Linked DNA regions of Xenopus tropicalis: region 2 is linked to region 1. A link is a contact called in public Hi-C data. All regions are on one chromosome and are shown on one strand. Each heading gives the region's core, a stretch centred on a gene start, on an enhancer-like site or on the middle of the called end of the contact. The rest is flanking DNA. Distances are from core to core; before and after follow the strand shown.

Region 1 (5,340 bases), core at 982-3,481:
TCGGCAGCTATAGTCGGCCCGTGTATGGCCACCTTAAGGCATCTAAAATGAATCAATTTAGGCATATTTTTTGGACTGAATTAACCATTTATTTGAGATATCTGCAATCTGATGCAAACAATTCGTATATAGCAGCATGCACAGTCAAATCTGGTGTACAAAATAATTCTTATAAGACTGGCACACCCTATAAAAGCAATCACAACTTTGCACAGAATTTATCCAATGTTTCAGTCTTCAATAGGACCTTTCTCAAAATCTTCATTTTTTTCTAGAAAAAAACTGACCTTATTAGTCTCACAGTAAATAAATATATAAGCAAAAAATAAATTTGTGAAGATACTGTGCAAGTAGTTTCATCCTACCATTAGTTTGAGATATGCCTAGAACTTACATGTAAGGCATCTAAAATGAATGAATATGAACAGTCATATTTTTTTTTTCCCCCATATTTTTACTTTTAAGTCCTGTGAGTGCCCTGCTTTATTTGACATTCTATATTATTCTATATTATATATATATATATATATATACTTATAATTTTTTCTGACAGCTGGAAATGTATGCTACAACTTTCCTGAAGGCAATGCCACAATAAATTGCGTATTATAGCGACATTGACCCTTATTTGTTCACTGCAGCCATAATCACCAATGGGTAGCTTCTGCCTTTGAACAATGATCCACTATTTCATCCATGAAGGTAAAGAAAATATACTCCAATAAATGTGTTAGACAATTCTAAGCATGGAGAGGGCTATTCATTTAAACAGAAGAAGAATCATGTTTAGAATAACATGCAGTATTGCATTATGGTGCATGAATAGAAATGTAGATGAAGTTGTTTAGTTTGGTGTAAATTGCTACCAACAGGTATTCTTTTTGATCTCACTTAAGACCAGAGGTATGTTATTTGTAACTTGAGCAGAACACAGTTAGCTTTCAATGGGTGAAATCTTAGTATGTTTGCCCAGTAGAGCACCTGGCTCTTAGGCAGTGAATGTTTAGAAAAACACCTTTAATAATATTGTGATGAGGCAAATCAGTGTTTGTGTTCTTAGAATTACTGGCTTAATTCTTAGCATCTGTCATCTACATCATTGTGAATCACTCATTCCCTCTCTGCACAGTAAACAGCTTACTTTGGGATTCCACTCACTTTCTTTTACTACAGAAAAAGACCATGTGAAGTGCAAAATAAGAGACCACCCTCTCTGTAAACTAATGAAATTACCATATTAGTGAAATTAAATGTGCTATGTCCATCTCATGTTTCACCAAGCATTACCTTATCTCTACATTGTTATGTTTCCCATTTTTATGCCCAAAATATAGAGACATGAGTAGAGTGTTCAACCATCTCTTCATCCCCCCCATGATGAAAATGTAAAGTTTCTTATTTAAAGAGGTAGTTCACCTTCAACATTTAGTATATTATGGAATGGCTTATTCCTAGTAACTTTTCAGTTGGTATTTATTTTTTTATAATTTTTGAATTGTTTGCTTTCCTCTTCTGCCTCTTTTCAGCTTTCAAATTGGGGTCATTGATCCCAGCAGCCAAAAAACTATTGCTCTGTGAGGCCACAATTTTATTGTTATAGCTACTTTGTATTACTTATAATAATGTGGGACCTATATTAGATGGAAGCATTTCTTGGCCTTGGATTTTTCATGGGCAAATTTTATTCAGCCGATAAGTTCTAGGCCCCATACTAGTGATCCCGAGTGGCACCTGTCAGTCACAGCCAGAGTCTGTCATATGCAGAGTGTTTTTTATGGATATGAATCTGCAACAGACAGTGTAGGGGGATTTATGACCACCGCACTTGTCCCATAAGAGCACTGCAGGATTGTGACCTTAGGGAAGTGACTGGTATTCAGACACAACCTTGTGCTTTGCTGTTACTGCGGCTAAAACTTTATTCTGTTTTGTTCTGATCAAAGTAATGCATGCCCTTTGCATTATGATATCAGGTGATCTCTATCAATGGTTAATGGTTTAATTTACTTTCAATAACAATTAACCTTTAATTTGAGCAGCATTTAGACACTGGAGGTGTAGAGTAAATGATATGTCTCCTTGGCTGCAGAGACCCATGCTTGAAATCTGAGCTCTGCCCCATGGGTATCCTTGAGGGTGTGAAACCAGGCTCCCTCAAAGATTTACATTTCTTTAGAGGATGTTTTTGTTATGCAGATTTTTCAATGTTTTTACTGCCTGCTGACTGATTTGCAAATGAATACTCCTCATAATGAAACAACAGAACATTTCCCAACAGTACTTCAAAGCCGGATGCTTTAACAGTAAAATAACTCATGACATTACTGTAAGGTTATAAAAGGGATAGTTCCAGTTAAATTGCTAATAGTCAGCTACTCACTCATGCATGATGTGATGTAGTCAGCCTAACCACATGTACTTAGGAGGAGATCTTTGCAGTTGGAAATATATTTTCATGTGATCTAAAAGATAAAAATATCGAAAAGATGACAAAACAGTCATCCTTGGCATGTATGTATGTATGTATGTATAACTTTATTTATAAAGCGCCACAAGGGTACGCAGCGCTGTACAGTCTTACAGAGTACAAAATTACACACAGGGAGGACAAGTGATATAATAAATAAATACAATAAATACATATATGTAAACATATATATATATAAGTGCCATGTGGTATGAGACACAGTAGGACGGAGGTCCCTGCCCCGTAGAGCTTACAATCTGAGTGGTTGGGTAACATACAGGCACAAACTGGAAGGTAAGAGTGCATCAGGTATGGGCATTTGCCCTTAAGCGCAGGACTGGGCAAAATAATGTCTTAGTGCTCCAGAAGATAACAGCTGAGTTTTTTCTTAAAGAGAGTGGGTGAGTTTTCCCTACGGAGGGATTCAGAGATAGCGTTCCAGAGGTAAGGAGCAGCGAGATAGAAAGGTTTAAGACAAGAGAGCGCAGTGGGTGTGGATGGTGTAAAGAGACGGAGGCTCTGAAAGGAGCGGAGGAGACGACCAGGAACATGTAGGGAGACCAGTGAAGAAATGTAGTGAGGAGCAGAGGAGTGAAGGGCTTTGAATGTCAGCAGAAGGATTTTGTAAGCTATCCTTTTGCTTGACAGGCAGCCATGCTAGTTCCTACTATAGATAGCCGGTTAAACCCATACAGATCTGATCTCTTCAGGTTAGATAATGCAGTGATTAGCTTGGGGGCATGACATTCCACATCAAGGCTACAACTCGCTACAAAGTCACTTATGGCACAGTGTTTTTTATGTTATCAATAATGGCATTAGTGCGCGATTCACTTGTAGCAAGTCAGTTACATGCGTAGGAACAACATGCTAAGGGAACCCTCTTCAAGGTAGATGTTACCTCCAGGGCTTCCTAAAAGCCCAGTAGATGGCAATGTTCCACTGCAGCAAATGGAGAATAGAGAATTGGTTCCTCTGACAAGGAACATTATTTAGACAGTTTTCACTGTGAATAAAAAAAACAAACAAATACCTGCAGATAAATTTGATTTAGGAAAGGGACTAGTCAATGGCAATACAGGTATGGGACCTATTATCCAGAATGCGGGACCTTCTGGATAATGGATCTTTCCGTATTTTGGATTGCTATACCATAAGTCTGCTAAAAAATCATTTCAATATTGAGTAAACCCAATAGGATTGTTTTGCCTTTAATAAGGATTGATTATATCTTAGTTGGGATCAAGTACAAGGTACTGTTTTATAATTACAGAGAAAAAGGAAATCATTTTTAAAAATTACAATTATTTGCTTAAAATGGAGTCTATGGGAGACGGCCTTTCCATAATTCAGAACTTTCTGGAAAACTGGTTTCCAGATAACGGATCCCATATCTTTATATGTATTATACTAAAGAGCATTTACATTGTAAGCTTTCTTTTAGATTGTAAGCTTTTATTATAATAATAATAATGATTATTATGTTAAGACCTGATTAGTAAGATCTTTTAAACTTGTCCCTCTGTATCTCATGTATTTAGTAATGAGTGAAATTCACATTTTTGCAAAAATATTGCCTGAAAAAATGCTTCCTGACTCGAGTGTATTAGGCACAGAAAAAGTTGCTGTGAAAAAAGGAACAGCAAAAAAATAACCATAGATTCAAATGTATTTTGCGCAGGAGAAGTCGCCATGAAAACATGCCCCATTGACTTCATTACAGTTTACAAATTTGTGCTGGGACAGATTCGCTCCTCTCTATTTGTATTTGTTATTAGTTGTTTTTGGTATGCTTTCCTGTGTGCATAGCATACACCCATCTAATGTACAATGCTGCAGAATAGGTTTGCATTTCATAGGTAAAGCCTAATAATAATACAAATATATTTTTCATTTAATATATGACTGAATAACAGTTCATTATAAGCCATTATGACATCATTAGATATATCATCATTGCTATCTCAACAAACTATCAATATTCTAGCAATACCCATTTACCCACTATTTTTGTCATTCTAACCTACTGCACACTTATTCCATAATAATATGGTGAAAATACTTTGGCACTTTGACCACTGTTAATGACTTCAATTGTAGATGCTCCTTCTATCCTTGTGTCCCAAATCCCTTCCTTTGGAATTGAAATAAATCCAGCTATGTACAGTACCTTCCTGGTCTTTACCTCCCATGGAGTGTCTATTTGCAGAATATCCATCAGGAAACTGAATGAAGGAGCTAAGGGGAAACATGTATATGTCGATGATCTATCATTCACCTACTTGGAAAGTGAACAGGAGGGTTATCCCTAGAGCTAGGGAATGTCAAAAAGAAAGGAAGCAGATGATATATGGCCTAATCTATAATTAGCATGACACTATGATGATGAGATAAATACAAAAGGGTAAGATGGATATAGAAAGCTATATTCTTAAAATAATGGTACAATGAGTTCCTTATCAATAACAATTAGAGTCGTGTGAGCTATACTTAGCAACATCCTGGGGTACCTATCAATTAACCATCACTTAAGTCAGTGAAACCAATCCCAGATTCTCACTAGAATTACTAGCAGATGAATGTGTTTTCGCCTTGTTTAAGCAAACGTTTTTTGTTTTTTTTTTGTATTTTTTACCTCCTTGTAGGATTACCAACAACCATCTATAATAAGAAATCTATGCAGGCCTATATTAGGCATATTTTATATGTGTCTCATTGAAAAGTGGTAGTTGGCAACCACTTAAGCTAATCAGAATCCGTGTAAGTTGCAGAAGAATAAACATTGCTAGAAGTGGTACTGTTTATGGGGATACCACCTAATGACTCCAAGTGGGACACAAATTCAGTAAATGCTACCAAAGCATTTACTATGC
Region 2 (5,340 bases), core at 1,711-4,210, 300 kb after region 1:
ACTTTTTATTGCCATTGAGTTACATACAGATAACAGGATGACGATCACGTTAAAGACAATGATAATGATGATGGAGACTGTGATAAAGGGCTTTGTCCTGAGCCAGACAGATTTATTTTTACTTGTTCTCTACACTTCTAAACCATTATATGAGGCCCCTAGTCAGATGTAATCACTCCTGTTGTGTGTTAAGGTCCTTAATTAGCATGTCTGCCGCAGAGAAGATTTGTACATAGTGCTAGGGATCGCATTTGTCTCTAGACACTGTTAAAACATTTTTAAAGGGTAACTTGGGAAATAGTGCAACATGCAGACTAGGGGGCTGATTTACTAATCCATGAATCCGAATCCCGAATGGGAAAAAATCGGATTGGAAACAAACATTTTGCGACTTGCCGTTACGACTTGCGCAAATTGTCGCGACTTTTTCGTAGCCGTTACGACTTGCGCGAATTGTCGCGACTTTTTCGTAGCCGTTACGACTTGCGTGAATTGTCGCAACTTTTTCGTATTGAGCGCTAGTAAACGGCGGGCAAACCTTTCCGATTTTTTCGCGACAGCTAGGGGCCAGATTCATCAAAGTCCAAATTTCGGATCATTAAAAGTACGAGTGCGACAATACGAAAATTTCTGACGTGGCTTTACCAAAAGATTGATGTATGATCCGTAAGTTCAGAAAATTTCGTATCAGAAGTTCAGAACGATCATAAACGGCACCAAAAACTTTCTGACTTTTTTTGGCCAGGCTCCAACCTGGCCAAAGGAAAGTCACGATACCGAAGCTTGAATGCATAACGAAACTTTTGTACTCATTGCGACAAATGCAATTTTGCTGCACAAATTGACACAAAGCACAAAAAAGTTGCGGAAATTAACGAAAAATTGTAGAAAATATGAACAGTTCTATAGATTGGGAAAAATATGAATTTTTTGTAATCGTACTAATTCGTACATTGATAAATGTGCCCCTAGGTCTTGGTAATCCAGTAGCACTCATGTGTAGATGTACAATCTGACAATCTTATCTTAATTTATCAACTACTATGACATACAAATGGATCTGTAAAGTCTTTACATTGTTTTACACCTCTACTCAATGCAAATATTGTGAACCAATATTGTGCTACATCAATTTGCAAATAAAGCTACTGTGTTGCTAGCTGTGCCCCATGTAGGTTACCAGTACTCTGAACTCCATAATGGAGCACTGTGCAATGTGAATCACCAGGCCATTAGGCAGAGAACAACAACAATACTGATAATCAGGGGTACCAAAGTCCTTGTTATGGCTCGCCTGTGTGCTAAAATATTGTCAGTATTTTCCCATCCCCGGTGGGACTGTTCCACGGAACTTTTTTGGGCTAAAAAATGCCGGAACTTTTTCAGCCAGTTGTTTCCGATTCAAAGTCAATGGGTAGTGGCAGGAAGTTATTTCGGTTCATTTTTAGGCACCCTGTGGGAAATGTCTTAGAGCATTGCAACTAGGCAGGTTTTTGCCTGAAGCCACTACTAAAATGGGGTGTTTCATGACTGACAGTGACTCCAGCAAAAGCCAGCCTGGTCACTCCACTGTAGTTGTCTGTACTGTTTTCCCCACATACAGAGTGGGCATTAGGCAAATGAAAGCAAAAGAAGGAGAAAGATTTCCTTTTGTGTTTTGTGTACAAAATGAAAATAAAAATCTTTAAGTAAACAGTTGTCTGGTAGATATCGCCGCTAGTGTAGAATTGGACCAAGTTGGTACCATACACAAGAAAAGAATATATTACTATTATAATTCATTCATAAAATATAATATTTCCATCACATAAATAATAAGTTAAAAAAATAATAAGTTATCATGGACGTAAGTTAAATATCCTTGTGAGTTATAGATTAACTGGCAGGTATTCAGTTAACCCATTAATTTAGAAGCTATGGCAGACAAAGGGGCAGATTAAAAATCAAATGACTTGGATGCGTCATACCGTGGGTACTTGCAGAGTAGAAAGGTATTGAGTAACATTAATAAATTATCCAGTTAATATCTGGAGCAGCCAGTGCCTTTATATACCTCGGTGTTGTGCACAGGATCCAGTCTCAGAAGAGATTACAATCTAATATTAAGCGCCTGAAGGAGAAACAGTGACTTGCCTAACATCACAAAAAGCTGATACCAGCTGAACAACTCTGCCTTATCGTCTTTAGATCTTGTCTTTCATGGTAAAAGCAAACAAGCACTGAAAGAATGGGGCTGTGCAGATTTAAATAAAAAAGGATCCTGCAAAAAGAGGGAACAAAGATCAATTCTTACTGGCACAATACACACAAAAATGAAATAAGGGGGAGAAAGGGCCACAGTGGCTGCTCAAAGCACACATACAGTACGCACAATGAGCCACAACATCATGCTGCTTGTCTATAGTACTGCTGAACAAAAGTGCCAATGCAAATGTGTTTATCTGTGTTATTCTTTCCTAACAGGAGAACAATAGGGAATTTGGGAAATAGCCTTACATTTCTTCCATTTTATGCACTAGTGTTATTTTATATCTTTACTAGTGTGCATTCCCTGGTTTAGTCTCCACTGTTACCATAAAAAACAGGAAAAACTCTATGACATAAGCCATAACAGCACAAAGTCTTCAGACTTACTCGTTAGTATAAAATGTGTTTACTTTCCCTGGAAACAATGTGTTATATAAAGTAATGGTGTATTGGAAAAAGCAGGTTTCCTTTAGTTTGGAAGGAGTTCATTATTTGTGCCTGCTTCAGAGTGGTAATTTGCTGGTGCTACTGTGACTGTAGCTACCGCCTTTCTGGAGAGGAAAAAAAGTCGTTCTATCTTGCGTTATGGCAGGGATTCTAAATATACACTAAGGATCAGAGAAATTGTCTCACAAGACAAAGGGTAGGATCAATTACAGTTTCTCTAAAAGGCTCATTTACATTTCCTATGCTGCTGTTTGGGAAGGTCTTTGTCTAATTTAGAGTGCAAGTGATAATAGGTCTGGCTGAGGCAGAACTTCTCTGCGCCGGCTATGGATCACTTACCATTGACACTTAACTACTAATATCATAGGGAAATGCTCTGGGGTATATTTTTAGGCCGATAACTACCTGCATCTGTCAGAGACTATTCACAGCTTCTCATTTATGTCAAAGAAGTGATGATATGGGTAGAGAGTTTTAATTGTTGCATAAAGTAACAGTGATCAAAGCCCCCCTTTGCCAAACACTTATAAACACATCAGGGCAGATTCACTTGCCTATACACAGTGGGGCTCATTTATAAACAATGGGCAGATTTGTACCCGGGCAATAACTCATAGTAACAAATTACATGTTTGCTTTCATTGTTCAACCTGCAGCTGGCTAAAAAAAAAGCAATCACTGATTGGTTGCTATGGGTTACTGCCTGTGGCCAAATTTACCCAGTGTTTATAAATGAGCCTCAGTGTACAAAGTGCAATTTCATGCAAACTGCCATTTTTTCTTCCCACAATGCATGATGATCACCAATGGCGAAATGCAGACTTTCACAGCGAATCCATGCTTGGCAGAAAAAATGTGGTCACCACTTCATATAAACACAAAACATATGTACCTGACATATACACAAAATCTTGCATACCAAACATATACACATACTCACAAAAACTAACGCAAAATAATCAGGCAAAAAAGTCAGAAGAGTATCATAATTTACCAAGTTCTGATGTTTATTGATTTAAAACTGCCAATAACTCTTTGCCCAACATGAACTCAGGCACCATGTTTATTAATGTATGGAGCACCAAACTGGTCTTGTGATAATTGTTATATTTGCACATTTGTTGCAAGCTTTCCTGCAACCAATTAGGACACCTTTATATTCTCCTATTACTTTCTTTATATTCTCCTATTACTTTCTTTATATTCTCCTATTACTTTTTCTGTATTTTGGTGCCCTTTCAGAAGACAGCACCTAATATTATTCATCAATAAACTGTTTTTTATTTTATTAAACAAAATATTATATATATAAGACAGAAACCAGTATAAAACAGAAACTAGGAAGAAGAAATTAAGCGAAAACTGAAATGTACATGTACATTGTCTTGTACATACAGTTTTGCCATCTGGAACACTATGCTAATAATTTAGGGGTTATTATCTAGTAAAAAAAATACCCATAGGATATTTACTTTAGACTTAATATGTCATAACTTTGTCAGCCAGTTTATTATTCTTCCTGTAGATTTGGGTGTGACAAACAACCATATCCAAGTGCATAATAAAAGCAGATTTCAGATCTTATTCTTACTGGGGCAAACTCACTAACATAGCTTGCAGGAGCTGGATGTCACTAGAATAAATATTCATAGGAACCAATCATCAATTACCTTAATCAGTCTTCTACAGGTTAGAAAATGCACTAGGGCAATCCAATACTTAGTTTAAAAAATACCTGGCTCATTTATCACATACCAACCAATTAGTGCTTAGTTTTGTAAGTAAAACAATAAAAGCAAAAATGTGATTGGTTGGAACAGGCTTCTTCCCAGGTACAAATCTGTACAGTGTTAGTAAATGAGCATGGCATCTTTAGTGCACATCAGGTATTTTCCTCAGTTTGTATTTGCCTTATGTGGGACCTTTTTGTAGGCCATTCATTTTGCTTTTTATTTTTACTTGTAAAGATTAGTTTTTTTGCTCTTAATTAGCTGCAAGGGGAACTCTGAGCTCTGTGAAGTAGCAATTTATTTTAATATAAATATATATATATATTTAAATAGACTTCTTGCTAGATTTACCCTTTGCTAACAATGCCTGTAATAAAGTGTGGACCTTATTATCTACTGTCTTAAATTAATATTATTCTGCTTTCTACTTAGTTGCAATGGTGTGGGGAGATTCATTTTCAAGATAAAATGTATCCAGCATTATAGTATTAAGAGACATAATAAAAACCTGTTAATTATCACTGGCACAGTTGTTTTGCCCACAAGTGGCATTTATTAACACATTTTCTACTTTGGCCTGATTGCTTGCAGAGTTCTTCAGTTGGTTAAGCAAGTAATACAGTACTGACCAACTTAAATCCATAGGCCAAACGAAACCCCCAGTCATGGGCTCTAATTAATAGAATCAGTAATGCATACATTTCATATATTGGAAAATAGGTGGTGGCATAGAGCTTCCTGAGATTAGGGTTCTTGGGTTATAACATTCTGTTGGCAGTTTCAAAGAAAAGATGAATTAAAGAACTACCCACCAGGTTCATAAGGGACATCAGATCCAGTGGTGGCTGGAAAACTCTATAATAGGTCCAGTGAGGGTATTGGCTGATGGCCTATTTCAATCTATTACCCAGAATGC

Evidence for each region. Hi-C and Micro-C count contacts between places; a contact is called where the count stands out from the background.
Region 2: a contact with region 1 is called in a Hi-C map of neurula embryo, with 2.9 times the contacts expected there. The contact joins two enhancer-like sites. A contact is called at or near these places in 2 of 5 Hi-C or Micro-C datasets (gastrula embryo and neurula embryo).

What each region holds. Positions count from the first base shown.
Region 1 is chr2:118,298,575-118,303,914 of UCB_Xtro_10.0, forward strand. No RefSeq gene overlaps it. Among named protein-coding and RNA genes, the nearest start is that of arglu1, 150 kb to the right of the region's middle. Within about 2 kb of position 2,232, at least 4 of the 11 cell types and tissues checked have an H3K27ac peak or open chromatin away from gene starts, as enhancers often do. A contact at or near this core is called in gastrula embryo and neurula embryo, where this site is marked.
Region 2 is chr2:118,592,946-118,598,285 of UCB_Xtro_10.0, forward strand. No RefSeq gene overlaps it. Among named protein-coding and RNA genes, the nearest start is that of efnb2, 120 kb to the left of the region's middle. Within about 2 kb of position 2,961, at least 3 of the 11 cell types and tissues checked have an H3K27ac peak or open chromatin away from gene starts, as enhancers often do. A contact at or near this core is called in gastrula embryo and neurula embryo, where this site is marked.